2 separate regions of the Sus scrofa genome follow, and region 2 is linked to region 1. A link is a contact called in public HiChIP or PLAC-seq data. All regions are on one chromosome and are shown on one strand. Each heading gives the region's core, a stretch centred on a gene start, on an enhancer-like site or on the middle of the called end of the contact. The rest is flanking DNA. Distances are from core to core; before and after follow the strand shown. Region 1 holds the start of CDK5RAP3 (CDK5 regulatory subunit-associated protein 3). Region 2 has its middle 15 kb from the start of MIR152.

Region 1 (4,151 bases), core at 530-3,029:
ACAGGTGTGGCCAAAGAAACCAAAAACCAAACCAAAACAAAAAAATGTGCCACTTTGGGCCACTCTAAACTCTCCATAATATTTTTGCTTCCATGAGTGATTGTATCTTTCCTATCAACAGAGGTTGCTATTTAACTTCCACTTCCTCAGGGCTGGGATTAACCATGACAAAAAAAAAAATACAATATGGTTATGCCAAACCAGATGAATGAAGAACTGCAAAGCCCCTAACACCTATAGTGTCCTAAGGACTAAATAACAGCAGTCTAATCATACCAGTGAAGTACCATCCTGCACATATGAATACTAAGGTAACTGACCTCCTAGATTCTGGGCCCAGATTCGTGTTTTTAGTAGCGGGTATAGGTGGATGACAGCCAAGCACATTTCTTCAGTAGGCAGGAGCTAAGAGCTAGACTCTGGGGTCAGATGGACTTGGCTGCTATTTAGCAACTTTCTTGGGCAAAGTCCCTCAATCGCTCTGTGCCTCAGTTTCCCTACATGTAAAATGAAGATGCTAGAGACACTGAGTACAAAGGGGAATGAAGGTAAAACACCTAGCACATGGCAAGGGCTCAATGAATGGTGGTGATCTTCATGTTCATAACATCAAGCACACAAAACAGCACCTGGTAGAGCGCAAACCCTCGATACACAGTTGTTGTCTCATCAGTCCCTTTCACAAACAATAACAAGCACATACATCAAGAGCATACATGTGCCGGAGTTTCCGTTGTGGCGCAGCCAAAACAAATCCGACTAGGAACCATGAGGTTGTGGGTTCGATCCCTGACCTCACTCAGTGAGTTAAGGATCCGGTGTTGGCATGAGCTGTGGTGTAGGCTGCAGACGTGGCTCGGATCTGGCGTTGCTGTGGCTGTGGTGTAGGCTGGCAGCTGTAGCTCGGATTGGACCCCTAGCCTGGGAACCTCCACATGCCATTCAAACGGCCCTCAAAAAAAAAAAAAAAAAAAAAAAGGAAAATAGTAAAAATAAAAAAGGAGAGAAAGCTTTTTTTTCTGGCATAATACAAAAAGCATAGATGCTGGTGCCTGACAGACTTAGGTTCTAATTTCAGATCTGACATCTCAGTAGGTGACCATCTTCAAGGTAAGCCCTTCGCCTCTCTGCGCCTGAATGATCTGATTGGCAACACATGTTACAAACGTTAAGGTAGAAGACGCAGATTGAGTACAGACTTTATGAACGGTTCCTTCCTGCTCCTCTTAGCGAGGCAGGTCTGGGCACAGACGCGGGCACAGAGCAGGGCGAGCGGTCAGCGTCTGAACAGGGACCTTGGGATGTCTGGGCTCCAGCTGTTGGTGATGGGGCAAAGGGCCAGGCCTCCCCCTGACAGCCGGTTGAGCGGGGTGACCCCTCCTACCGAGCAGCTTGCTGGTCTGGATGTCGATGGGCACGTGCTGATGGTCCTAGCGGGAAAGATCGCGGGGGAACCGGGCGTGAGCGCTGGAAGGGAACCTGCCGCTTGCTCCATTTCGCCCGCGCAACCGCCACCCTGCGGAGCCACCACGCAGGAGTCGGGGAGGGCTGAGCCCATGAGAGAGCCGGGGAAGCAGATCAGGGAAGGATGGGCTGAACTGAGTCCAGGGGTCCCAAACCAGCCCCCCATTTTTCCAACTCCTGTCTTCAAACCTGCATCTTTCCTCCACTTCCGCTTCCGGCCAGCGACCGGGGCCCGCCCCGCCTACCACCAATCCAGATCTAGCGTGGCCGAGCTTCAGTTTAGGCACAGACAGGGCTGCTCCGGCCACGTCACCGCCTTCCTCTGAGCCAATCGGGGCGCGCACACCACCGGCCTCAAGCCCCACCCACCCCGGGGCTCCGAGTGGCTGAGCCCGGGAGGGGCGGGAGAAGAGGAGACGGCCAATAGGAGACGCGAGGCGGGCTCACGGCCAGGGAAGGGTGGGGGAGTCAGGAAAGGGCTGCAGCGGCGTCGCGATCCCAGTAGGCGGCGCTCTAGAGCGGCTCCAGGCGCTTCCGGCCAACAAGACAAGGAAGCCTCCCGGCAAGGAAGCCTCCCCGCAACATTAACGCGTCTGCGGGCAGGGTCCTAGCGCCGCCCAGGGTGACCCGGAGGCTGTTGCAAATCCCTTGCCGTCTTGCCTTGCTTTACTGTCCATCGATGGTTTGTAGGTCTCTTGTGCCACGTGTCGCACATTGCTTTCTCCTTCAGTTCATCAAATAGACAACTGTTGGGCAGCTGCTGCTTGTGTGGTTAGGGCTGATAACGGGAGGGAGGGAGGAAGTTCAAGGGAGGCTTGTTATCCCAAAGATAACACCTAAATTGAGTGTTAAAAGAAGAGCTGCAGAAAGGGTGATGTGGGAGGGGTGTTCTGGGTGGAGGAGACTATGCAGGCCACAAACCATAAGAGGGGTGCAGGGGACAACAAACAGGCAAGACGGGCAAAATGATTGTCAGCGACCAGAGCAAAATGAAAATGCAGAGCCCCTTGTTTAAAAATATAGACAATTTTCCAGCGTTGTTGTGAGCTGTGGTGTAGGTCGCAGACGTGGACTCAGATCTGGCGTTGCTGTGGCTCTGGCGCAGGCCAGCAGCAACAGCTCCGATTCGACCCCTAGCCTGGGAACCTCCATATACCGCTGGAGCGGCCCCAGAAAAGGCAAAAAGCCAAAAAAAAAAAAAAGAAAAGAAAAGAAAAAGAAAGATATATATATATATAGACAATTTCAAGAGGGCACAGCTTAGGTCTCACACTCGGGAAGGCAGCCCCCCAGGCAGCCCATCCCCTGTGCAGTGAAATGTTTGAGGCATGGGGTGGCTGGAGAAAAAAGCCTGTGAGGGGCATATCAAAAGATCTCAGGAAGCAACTTGTACTTCCCCCCTGCAGAAAGAGAAGAACCACTGGAGGGTTTTAAGGGTTTGAGGCTTGAGGCAGGGAGGAACGTATACAGGTTGGCTGCACAGAAGATGGATTTGTGGGAGATAAGACTGGGAAACTGTCAGGAGGTTATTAGACAGGAGTTCAGGGTTCACCTGGGACAGAGGCACTAGGAGGAAGAGAAGGCTGGATTTGAGATGTTTTGGAGGAAAATGGCAGTTGATTGGCTGTGTGGGTTTGGGGACTGGAACAGCAAGGATGACACAGAGGCAGAGTTCCTGTCGTGACACAGCAGAAACGAATCCGACTAGGAACCATGAAGTTGTGGGTTCAATCCCTGGCCTCGCTCAGTGGATTAAGGATCTGGCATTACTGTGAGCTGTGGTGTAGGTTGCAGACACTGTTCGGATCCTGTGTTGCTCCGTCTGTGGCATGGGCTGGCAGCTGCAGCTCTGATTTGACCCCTGGCCTGGGAACCTCCATATGCCGCAGGTGTAGCCCTAAAAAGAAAAAAAAAAAAAAAGAAGATGACACAGAGGTGGTTGGATGGGAGTGCCCCCACCTAGGACAGGGATGCAGGATGCTGAGCAGGAGTTGAGGAGGGTACCTCAGCTTTTAAATTGTGGGGCTAGTGGCCCTGGGAGACCCCCAGGTGAGAAAGTGGGCAAGAGGCGCTTGGGTTGGCAGCTTTGGAGTTCAGGGACTGGGGCCACAGCTTTGGAGAGCCACAGGCTGACAGATTTGTGGTCCAGGTGGTGGCTGAAGCTGGGAGAGGGTGTGAGACTGGGCAAGAGGCGTGTAGGCTGAGGAGAGAGGGTGGGCTGAGGATCTCACAGGGCTGGGTGTGCAATTTGCACCCCCCACCCCTTTCCAGGTTGTTAACTCCTCCAGGAGGCTCTGCCTGGGTTTTTCTAAATGACTCCCCTCCCCCTCTTTGCCCCGAGCATCACTTGGGGCTCAGTAAGTTGGGTTTTTTTTTTTTTTTTTTTGGTTTTGGGGTTTTTTTAGGGCCACACGTGTGGCATATGGAGGTTCCCAGGCTAGGTGGTCAAATCAGAGCTATAGCTGCTGGGCTACACCACAGCCACAGCAACACTAAATAGGAGCCATGCCTACAACCTACACCATAGGTTATGGGGACGATGGGTCCTTAACCCACTGAGTCAGGCCAGGGATTGAACCCACCTCCTCATGGATACTAGTTGGGTTTTTTTTTTTTTTTCTTGTCTTTTTTGCTATTTCTTGGGTTGCTCCTGCGTCATATGGAGGTTCCCAGGCTAGGGGTCCAAT
Region 2 (3,818 bases), core at 559-3,058, 53 kb before region 1:
GCCCGCAGCCGAGGGGAGCGTGGTCCCAGGACCGAATCCACGATCCTTTAGCGACATCTGGAGGGAAAATCGGGAAACGCGCTCCCTGCGGGTCCGCCTTTCCTTTACTAACTCCGCCCCCAGGGCGGGACCGACCCCTTCTCAAGGGAGTTAATCGCTGGCCTCTTACCCCAGCGGCTGGCGTTTCCCTAGTAACCACCCGGCGCGACCTGCAGGCGAGCTCCTAGCCAGCTAGAGCTCACAAATTTCTGCCAGCGACCGCTGAAAGCAAGTGCTGAGCCCTGGGTGTTAAATAGAGGCAGTCCCTGCGGGTTATCACGTCTTACATTACAAAACTCTGCAGGATTGAATATTTATAATGGGCATGACTACTTCTGTAATTAGAGAAAATGATAAAGATATAGTTAGGTAAACAAATCAGTTGTAAATACTGTGTTCCAGTAAAAAAATGCAAAAAGGCCACATCGGAAGGGGAGAAAAGAGTATTCAATTAAATGGTGTAGAGTTTAAGGGCCAGTGTGACGACGGGAAATGAGAAAATTTCCAGAAATACTTGAGCAAATGTTCGGCCTCGTCCGGTATCCGGCTCCATCCACCGCCTCTAAACGACCGACCGCAAGAACCAAATCCGAGGGGCAAATTCGCTTCCTAGCAACCTGGACGCCCCAGCCTGGGCCGCACAATTCCAGTTGTGCAGGGACCAGGATGGGAAGGCCCGGCGCTCCACACAAACTGACTCACCGAATGCTATGGACTATGCACTGCTATCCCCATTTTACGGACCGGCACACCGAGGCTCTGAAAGACTAAAAAGTATTTGCAACAGTTTCCGCAAAGGCGGGCTCAGGAGGAGGAACTGCTGGAGGGAGGTGGCTTTCCCTCGCCCCTTCGCCTAGGGCAGTCCGAAGCCCTCCCCACACAGGGACTGTACCGGGTTAAAAGGAATGAGCCGAAGGGGCAAGGCAATGCGGAAGGGCGACCAGGGAGATGTCCTCGCCCGCTGTGGCCAAAGGACTGTGGAACTGCGAAGAAGCAACCGACCCACCCCCGCGGCAGAGCTAGGGCAGCGCAAAGAGGGCTGCACTGAACCGCTGGGGGACCCAGGGAGCGCGGGCAGAAGGGGCGCGGCTCCTTCCCAGGGACGCCAGGTTTGCAGGGGTGGCTCTCCCCGGGCTGAGACCGAGGGCCCGCTGCGTGCCAGGCTCCCTCTCTGTGCCCCCAGCCCCGCGGAGCCGCCAGAACGGCGGGTCTGGCCGTCTGCCTTGAGCTCTGCCCGCTGGCCCCCCGCCTCTCCCAGACGCCTAGTGAGCGAGAGCGAAGGCGCCGTCCGCCGGGGGCCGGATTTCGGGAAGTGCCGTCGGTGGTTGCTGGCAGGAGCGGCCCTGGGGCCTGGCTTCCCGTCTGCTCTCAACCCCGGGGCTCCTGCCCGTCTTGCCCTCGTGGGCAGAAGCGGGTCTCGAGTATCTGTGGGGAAGGGGCTTCAGGACGTCCCCTTTTCTCCTGCCGAATTGGCACCGGGGCATTTCAGAAACGGAGACACCATGGGCCAGAGGGCTCACACTGTAGCATCAGCGGGACTCGGGTGCAGGGGGGCACGCTAGCCACCCCTAGACCCGGCCAGGGACACAGAAGCAGTACCGCCAGGCCTCAGACCCCCCTTATACCCTTTTGAGCCGGTGGCCCCCTCTCTGGTTCCGCCCCCCCCCCCCCCCGCTTTCCGGCCATTGGCTGGCAGGAAGGCGGAGCTGGTCGGATAGGCCAGTACCCAGACAGTGATGGATGGCTCCCCGCTGCCTGGACCACCGCCGGAGTGTATCTGCTCCGTGGCTCTGTTTGGCTAAGGCAGGAGCAGCGAGGCCTGGGAGTGGGTTGGGGGATGAGCTGGAGACCGGCTTAAGGCTCAGACTTTCTGTGCTCTCAATCTCCCTTGAAACTCTACAGAGAAAAAAAATCTTTTTTTTTTTTGTTTTGTCTTTTTAGGGCCGCACTCACAGCCTATGAAGGTTAGGGGTCGAATCAGAGCTACAGCTGCCGGCCTACATCACAGCCACAGCAACAGCAGATCCAAGCAGCGTCTGCGACCTACACCACAGCTCATGGCAACGCCAAATCCTTAATCCACTGAGTGAGGCCAGGGATCGAACCTGCAACATCATGGATCCTAGTGGGATTCGTTAACCACTGAGCCATGACAGGAACTCCCAGAGAAAAAAGTCTTACCCTAATGTCCCGTGGATATCCTTAACTCCAGAACCTGATGTAGGCAAAATTCAGTAGTTTCCCCAATGTAGTTTGCACACAACCCAGTGGACCTTCCTTTCCTTCCAAACTGGGTCTCGTTCTTTTAACAGTATTCATGCATTCCTTTTGTTTGCTCATTTGTTCGTTCTTTCATTCAAGTATTTGAGTATTTGCCAGGAGCCAGGCAGGAGGGAAAGAAAGGGAGACTGGTTAGAAAGTGATTGGGCCCAGCTGGGGCAGTGGGATGGGGTGGGTTGAAAGGAGAGAAGGGATTTGAGAAATATTTCAAGGTAGAAATACCTTTTAAAATCAAACCGCAGGGAGTTCCTGTCGTGGCTCAATGGTTAACGAATCCTTCTAGGAACCATGAGGTTGTGGGTTCGATCCCTGGCCTCACTCAGTGGGTTAAGGATACAGCGTTGCCATGAGCTGTGGTGTAGGTCGCAGATGCGGCTCAGATCTCGAATTGCTGTGGCTGTGGTGTAGGCCGGTGGCTACAGCTCCGATTCGACCCCTAGCCTGGGAACCTCCATATGCCTCGGGAGCGGCCCTAGAAAGGCAAAAAAAAAAAAAAGACAAAATAAAAAAATTAATAAATAAAATTAAATTGTGTTTTTTACCATGACCTGAGAGGTGATAAAAATTCACAGCGTTTGAGACTTTCCCTTGTGGCTCAGCAGTTAATGATGGACTCCCCATCTTTCCCCCTTATAGGGTACATCATCATCCCTGCCCATGCTCACTCCCAACAGCCCTACCCAGTAACAGTTCTGATGGATTCCAAATGAAGGTTTTGCTCTCTTAGGGGGACCGAAGGTAGACCAGACTTTATCAAAAACTGTAAGTCAGGAGTTCCCGTCATGGCTCAGCAGAAACAAATCTGACGAACCAACCAAAAAAAACCACGGAGCTTGTACTTAAGACATGTGTTCTTTCCTATAGGTAAGTCATACTTCAATAAAAAAGAAAAATAAATTAATCAAACAGCTGCCAAATTTTACTCGATTGTCAACATTTGTGTGGTCCTCATTTGTTTCTCATGTCTATATGGAAAATATGAGGAGGATCCAAAGAAATGGGTGACTGTGAAACACATGTGGACTTTCCGCTGTATGTACAGATGAGTGCCATCCCTCTAAATGGATGGCACCCTTGTGGTGCAGCAGGTTAAGGATCGACGATTGTCACTGCAGCGGCTGGGGTCCCTGCTGTGGTGTGGGTTGGATACCTGGCCTGGGAACTTCCACATGCCTTGGGTGCCGCCCCCTAAAAATGGACTCATTGGTAAGAAAAGCAGTATTGATAAAAAATAATAATAGCAGAAGTAAAATAAAGCTTCTTTTGGAATAAATTATTTCTTTTCTTTTTTTTTTTTTTGTCTTTTTGCCTTTTCTAGGACCAGTCCTGCGGCATATGGAGGTTCCCAGGCTAGGGGTTGAATCGGAGCTATAGCTGCTGGCCTACGCCAGAGCCACAGACAACGCAGGATCCGAGCTGCGTCTGCAGCCTACACCACAGCTCACGCCAACGCCAGTTCCTCAAGCCACTGAGCAAGGCCAGGGATCGAACCTGCAACC

The links. HiChIP or PLAC-seq counts read pairs in DNA pulled down with a chosen protein or histone mark.
Region 2: a contact with region 1 is called in an H3K27ac HiChIP or PLAC-seq map of alveolar macrophages. The contact joins the enhancer-like site here to the promoter of CDK5RAP3 in region 1. A contact is called at or near these places in 3 of 5 promoter capture datasets (fetal liver, fetal skeletal muscle and liver), 28 of 47 Hi-C or Micro-C datasets (adipocytes, adipose tissue, alveolar macrophages and 18 more) and 2 of 2 datasets of contacts at active chromatin or transcription factors (alveolar macrophages and skeletal muscle).

The regions. Positions count from the first base shown.
Region 1 is chr12:24,221,890-24,226,040 of Sscrofa11.1, reverse strand. It overlaps CDK5RAP3 (CDK5 regulatory subunit-associated protein 3), which reads right to left and starts at 1,779. Exons shown (of 14, transcript XM_021067091.1): 1 at 1,654-1,779; 2 at 1,385-1,430. The coding sequence starts at 1,659.
Region 2 is chr12:24,275,696-24,279,513 of Sscrofa11.1, reverse strand. No RefSeq gene overlaps it. Among named protein-coding and RNA genes, the nearest start is that of MIR152, 15 kb to the left of the region's middle. Within about 2 kb of position 1,808, at least 24 of the 83 cell types and tissues checked have an H3K27ac peak or open chromatin away from gene starts, as enhancers often do. A contact at or near this core is called in adipose tissue, alveolar macrophages, omental adipose tissue and 3 more, where this site is marked.